2 separate regions of the Ovis aries genome follow, and region 2 is linked to region 1. A link is a contact called in public Hi-C data. All regions are on one chromosome and are shown on one strand. Each heading gives the region's core, a stretch centred on a gene start, on an enhancer-like site or on the middle of the called end of the contact. The rest is flanking DNA. Distances are from core to core; before and after follow the strand shown.

Region 1 (2,816 bases), core at 191-2,690:
ACCTTTAGGAATTCCTCCAAATACAGCTGGTGCTTAATACCCACTGGAAAAAATTGTAGCAATTATATTTATTGCTATTTCTTCAGCCCAGTACAGGACAGAATACAGACCAAGTTCCCCAAAGCCGTGTCACTTAGCCTTGGAGAAGCTTCACAAAGGAAAGGGGTTCTGCGAAGGGTTCAAAAGAATAAGGTGGGATAGTCCAGCTGTGGGGACTTCAGGGGAACCCCAGCTCCCGAACCTGCTGCTATGAGTGTGGCCATGTGGGCTGGGGTTTCCCCAGAACTGGCGGGGGACATGGGCTGTGGAGCTGGGGGCTGGACTGATTTCCAGGCAAGGGTGGGGAGCGTTTCCTCCGGTGGGGCCCAGATCTTTGCCTTGCAAAGTCTGAGTGTGTTGGGTCCATCCCCAACACTCCCAGCCTCCAAGCCTTTATCTGGGTTATTCTCTCTGCCCAGCTTTAGTCCCTAAACCTCACTTCTCCTGCTTAATAAAAGGAGAAGTCGGGGCTTCATCACCTGAGGTGTCCAGCACAGTCCTGGAGAAAACCTGAGTCTGCCTGATTCCCCCGGATTTGGGTCCTACGGGGCCAGTCCTGCATCCCATGTATTAATACAGCATACAGGCTTCAGGTAGTGACTGCTCCAACCCAGGCTTCTCTTCTACCAAAGGAGCTGGCAGAGGGCAGGGGTGCACCCCTCCTCAAGCCCAGGAGAGTAGCAAGAAGGAAGACCAGCTTTCTCTTCCCACCCCCCCAGCCAGGGATGGGGGTGCCAAGAGAACTGAGGTGCCACTCCCAGCACTGGCTTCTGCTTTCTGGCCCTGGCTGTGGTCAAGCCTGAGTCAGCCCCACGGGACCACGCTGTCTGAGTCGGGGAGCCTGAGAGGGGGAGGGGTGAAGCTTGGGAATGAGGAGGGGTATGGGCCAAGCTAGGAGAGGGGGCCTGGCTGCCCACGCCAGCGCAAGGGATCACCTCCCATGGGAACACAGGGTAGGGAGGTCGGAGAGTCGGGTCCATGGGCTAGGACTGGGGTGGGGGTGGGGGGCTGCGGCGGGCCCCATAGAGACCTCCTTCCTCTCCACTTCTCTGTTTCTCAGTCTCTAAGCCCCCACCTCACTTCTGCTCAAGGTGCTCAGCCTCAGCTTCACAGGGCTGAGCCGGGCTGATTGCGGGGAAGGGTTGGGGGAGATGGAAGGGCAGCGCGTTGTTCAGGTGACTGGGGTCCCAGCACCTGGCGGGGGTTGGGGAAGGATGGGGCTGGGATGGGAAGAAAGACCCAGAGAGAAAAGTAGAGACACCCAGAGGCACCCGCCCGGGCCCCCGAGGGGCGTGGGCACCGGGAGGCGGGTTCCGCCTGGGGGCCGGGCCACCGCCGAGTTAAAGGCGCTTCTTCCCGGGGCCACGGCTCCCCGCCGCCGCGCGTTCGCCGCCGCTGTGATGGCCTCGTCGCCTCTCCTGCTGCTGCTGCTGCTGCTGCTGCTGCCGCCGGAGGTCCCCGCCGCAACGCGGTGGCCCTCGCTGGAAGCGCTCCCCGAGGGGGCGGCCCCCTGCCAGGTAGCGTCGGCGACGCGGCGGGCGGGCCAGCCGGGGCCCGCGCCCAGGTCAGGGGCCGGTCGCTCCTCTCCTCCCACCACCCCCCGACCTCGACGGGGACCACCGGGGGCCGGAGAGGATGCTACCCGGGGGGAGGGGGGTGGCGACCCCCTCCCCAACCCCACCCTTCAGTCCGGCACTTTGGCCATACTTTCTTTTCCCTTTCGCTTTCCCATCTGGAGTCCGAGTCCCTCCGCTGCCCCCCACCCCATCCTCCCGCAACTCCCTCCTCCCCCCAAGGTGCACCGAGCACCAGCTGTGTACATCTGGAGCGAGAATCAGAGTCCCCTCTTTTAGGCCAGGGGAAGGAATCCCAGACTAGCTGAGCTGCCGGCCCCTGGCCACGGGCATTCATCGAGGGTGCGTTCCGTTCCGGGGAGAGCACGCGTTTTTGTGGTCCGGAGTAAACAGATGCCCGGGAGGCTAAACCACTTGCTCACAGACAAGGCCGCCGGCCACCCCTCAGCTGGAGCCGGAAGTCAGCACCTATTAGGCGCCGCCTCTGCAGTAGCCTTGGGAGGAGTTCAGCGGGCTGGTGGAGAGGAAGAGCAAATAAGGAGTCAGAGAGGTGTAGGTCCTTGCTCAGCCCAGGGCCTTGGCTCGAGGGGATGAAGTGGCCACAAAGGAGCAGGCGGTGGTGATATACACCCCCAGAAGTCTACCGAGGCGGGTGAAGGCCATGAATTCTTCCACCCTGTCTCCCCCTGGGTAAGAAGTTTCATCACCTGGAGGAAAGCAAGCCTTGTGCCTCCATTAACTGCCTACTGTTTGCAAATCTGTGTCACATCCATCTTGCAATCTGGCTGATATTTAGGAAGATTTAGGCTTTCGGTGAAGCCTCAGCATCAGACTCCCACCTGGCAAGGTGGGGAAGGAGTGTGAGATAGAACACCTACGGTCTGCAGCTTCCGTCCTGCCAGAGAGTTTAACTTGGCTCACACCCCTTCCTCCCGGGCAGGTCGGTGAGCTGTGCCTGCAGGCATCGCCCCAGAAGCCTGATGTTCCCCTGGTCAACGTGAGCCTCTACTATGAGGCTCTGTGCCCCGGCTGCCGGGAATTCCTGATCCGAGAGCTCTTCCCAACGTGGCTGATGGTGTGGGAAATCCTCAACGTCACCTTGGTGCCCTATGGGAACGCTCAGGTGCCTGGGGACCTGGAAATGGAGGCACGTGGCCACAGGAAGGAGGCCTGGGGAAGGGGGCAGCCAGCACTCACCTCGTT
Region 2 (2,816 bases), core at 166-2,665, 180 kb before region 1:
ATATATTATATATTAAAAAAAAAAAAAAACCTGGCTCTTTACCAGCAGAAGCTTAATTGGGTGTTGCCTTTGGCATCTCCACATCCCAACCAATACTGAACAATGATAAATGTTGATGCTGAGCCCGTTCTTGTTGGTGACAAATATCACATCAGGTGATATCAGGTTCCATTTCCCAGACATCATAGCCAAAGCGGAGACTGAAAAGAAACCAACAAAGCAAGTTGATGCGATGCAGGAAATAAAAAGAGGGCTGGGAGTGGGGCACCAACTACTTGGAGAGGTCCGAGGTCTTTCTCAGAAAGGGACATCTGAGCCAAGGCCTGAAGGAAGTGAGGGAGTAGTCCATGGGGACAGCTGAGGGCAGAGGGAACCGCACTGGCGAATTCCCTGAGGCAGGACTGTGCCTGGCAAATCGGAGAAAGGAGCCTGGTGTGGCTGGAGCTGAGAGAGAATAAAGAGGCGGCAGATGAGATGGGAAGGTGCGGTGAGTCCTGCAGGGCAGTGGGGAACCATCTGAGGCTGAAGAGCAAGGGAGATATACAATCCCACTTAGGTCCCAGCAATGTCACTGGTGTTGCTTTTTGAAGAATGGACTCTGTGGTCCTGCCTAAATCGTCCTGTCTAAATCCCCCAAATCCCCGCTATAGCTAGACCCCGTGTAATCATTTTCAGACCCCTACTGCTACCGTTTTTATAGATGAGGACACTGCAGAAAATCAAGTATAGGTGCCTACGACAAACTGCGCCCCGCCCCAAACCTAACTGCTGAATAAAAAGGGTAAGGTGTGTGCGGGGGTGGTGGAAAGCAATCCCAGAGGAAGGGTTCACTAGGAATGTTGAGTCCTTTGATTACATTTTGCTCGAATTCCATTCCTGGTCTGTAAGCCTGTTTCCTCGACCTGGACGGCGCAGCGTTTTAGGTTCTCTGTCCCTTTCTTCTGCTCCCTACCGCTTAAGCTTCGCAGTAGGGAGGCAGACGGGAGTAGGAGCAAGCACAAAGCGATGGCAAAGGGCCTAGGAGGCTTCCACAAGCGAAGCGCTTATACCGGCCACGCGGGGACCACGGATTCTGGCGCGCCCTGCCGGCCAAGCAACTCTGGACTGACGCCTCCAGGCCCTCGTGTGAAACCGAGGACGCCGTTTTTCTTCTGGGCAACGGCCATCTCGGTAAGGACAATGGTCCAGTTTGTAGTTTCTGCTCCCCTCTCCTGATTAGTTAGTATATGAAGTGAGCGGAAGAGACGAGGATTTATAATAGTCGCTTCTTGAAGACAAAAACAAAGAGCTAACGCCCTTGATTTGGATTGGAGATCAACGCAGCATTTCCCCTACCAAGATGGCGACGAAGCCCAGACGTAATCAGCACGCGCCGCCTGGGGGCGTCGATGCGCAAGCCCCGCGGTGACGTCACGGAGGTGCGACCGGGCCGGCGCCGGGGGAAGGAGGTAGGAGCGGCGGCAGCGCGGGCGGAGCCGGGGGGCGGGGTGCGGGTGAGCCCCGCGGGGTAGCAGGACCTGAGACCACCTCCCCGGGAGGGCTGGAGGTGGGGTTCTCAGAGACGAACGCACTTCCGACTCCCAGTCTCCCGGGTTCCCGCGGGGGCTATCCCCATTTCCCGGAGCGGACGACTGAGATCCAGCGGGACAGCGTCGTGTTCGAAGCTACTTAGTTCTGGTCGTGCTCCTGAGCAGCTTACAGGCTTGGGGGTGACAGAGCTGGGTACGGACGTCCCTGGCCTCATGCAGTAGGATCGGAGCTGGAGAGAGGGACGACGGGCTGGAGGAGCCTAGAAGGGGTAGCTGGAGGATTTCTTGGAGGAGGCGGTGTTGAGTTTCATGTTTTATTCTATCTTACTTTCACATCTAATCAACCACGTGGGTCTTGATTCCCTCCTAAGTGTACTCGCTGCTTTAGCCAAAACTACTTGAGCTTCCTACTTTACCCTCCTGCTTGAGCTTCGTGCTTCTCAGTCCTCCGTTCACCACCTCAGCAGCCCCAGAGGGCCCTGAGGTCCTTGGCACCTTCCCATTACCCTGGAATAGAAGTCCGCTCTACCCAGCCTGCCTACCCCCGACCACTGGGGGCTTGGGTCTCCCCACACCCTTAGGTTTTTCCTTTCATGTCTCCTTCAGGAAGCACTTTGACACCCCGTGGGTCAGAAGCTCCCTCCCGACTTCCCCGGCCACCTGCCTGCCCCATCACAGCTCTCATCTGGAATTAACACTCCTGTTGTCTGTATGCCACCCAGCCTGGGAATGCCATTTAGTCTGGAAGCCCATCAGCACTGCCTCTTTCCCCAGCATCCCACTCATAGTAGGTGCTGCAGTGGACGTTCGGTTCAGTTGCTCAGTCATGTCTGACTCTTTGCAGCCCGTGAACCACAGCAGGTCACGCCTCCCTGTCCATCCAGCAGTGCATGTTTACTGAATGACAAAGTGTGCGTGTGTTTATTAAACAGAGGAAAAGCTGTCTGTTTTCATCAGCTCTGGCTACTATAACAAAATACCACTGACTGGGTGGCTCAAACAGCAGAAATGTATTTGCTCACAGTTGTGGAGGCTAGGAAGTCTAAGATCAAGTTGTCAACCAGTCTGGTTCCTAGTGTGGGCTTCTTCCCGAATTGCAGATGGCCATCTTACTGTGTTCTCACAGGGTGAAGAGAGCAAATTCTGGTGTCTTTTTCTTCTTGAAGGGACACCATCTCTGTTAGATTAGGACTCCACTCTTATGACCTCATTTACCCGTTATCACCTCCTCAGATGTCCTGTCTCTGAATACAGTTACAGTGAGTGTTAGTCACAAAATCAACGTGT

The links. A called contact is a pair of places that touch in the nucleus more often than the background predicts.
Region 2: a contact with region 1 is called in a Hi-C map of tail adipose tissue, with 2.6 times the contacts expected there. The contact joins the promoter of CCDC124 here to the promoter of IFI30 in region 1. A contact is called at or near these places in 4 of 16 Hi-C or Micro-C datasets (blood, hypothalamus and tail adipose tissue).

What each region holds. Positions count from the first base shown.
Region 1 is chr5:4,825,695-4,828,510 of ARS-UI_Ramb_v3.0, reverse strand. IFI30 (IFI30 lysosomal thiol reductase) reads left to right here and starts at 1,440. Exons shown (of 7, transcript NM_001205150.1): 1 at 1,440-1,556; 2 at 2,554-2,736. The coding sequence starts at 1,440.
Region 2 is chr5:5,007,112-5,009,927 of ARS-UI_Ramb_v3.0, reverse strand. CCDC124 (coiled-coil domain containing 124) reads left to right here and starts at 1,415. Exons shown (of 5, transcript XM_042249652.1): 1 at 1,415-2,316.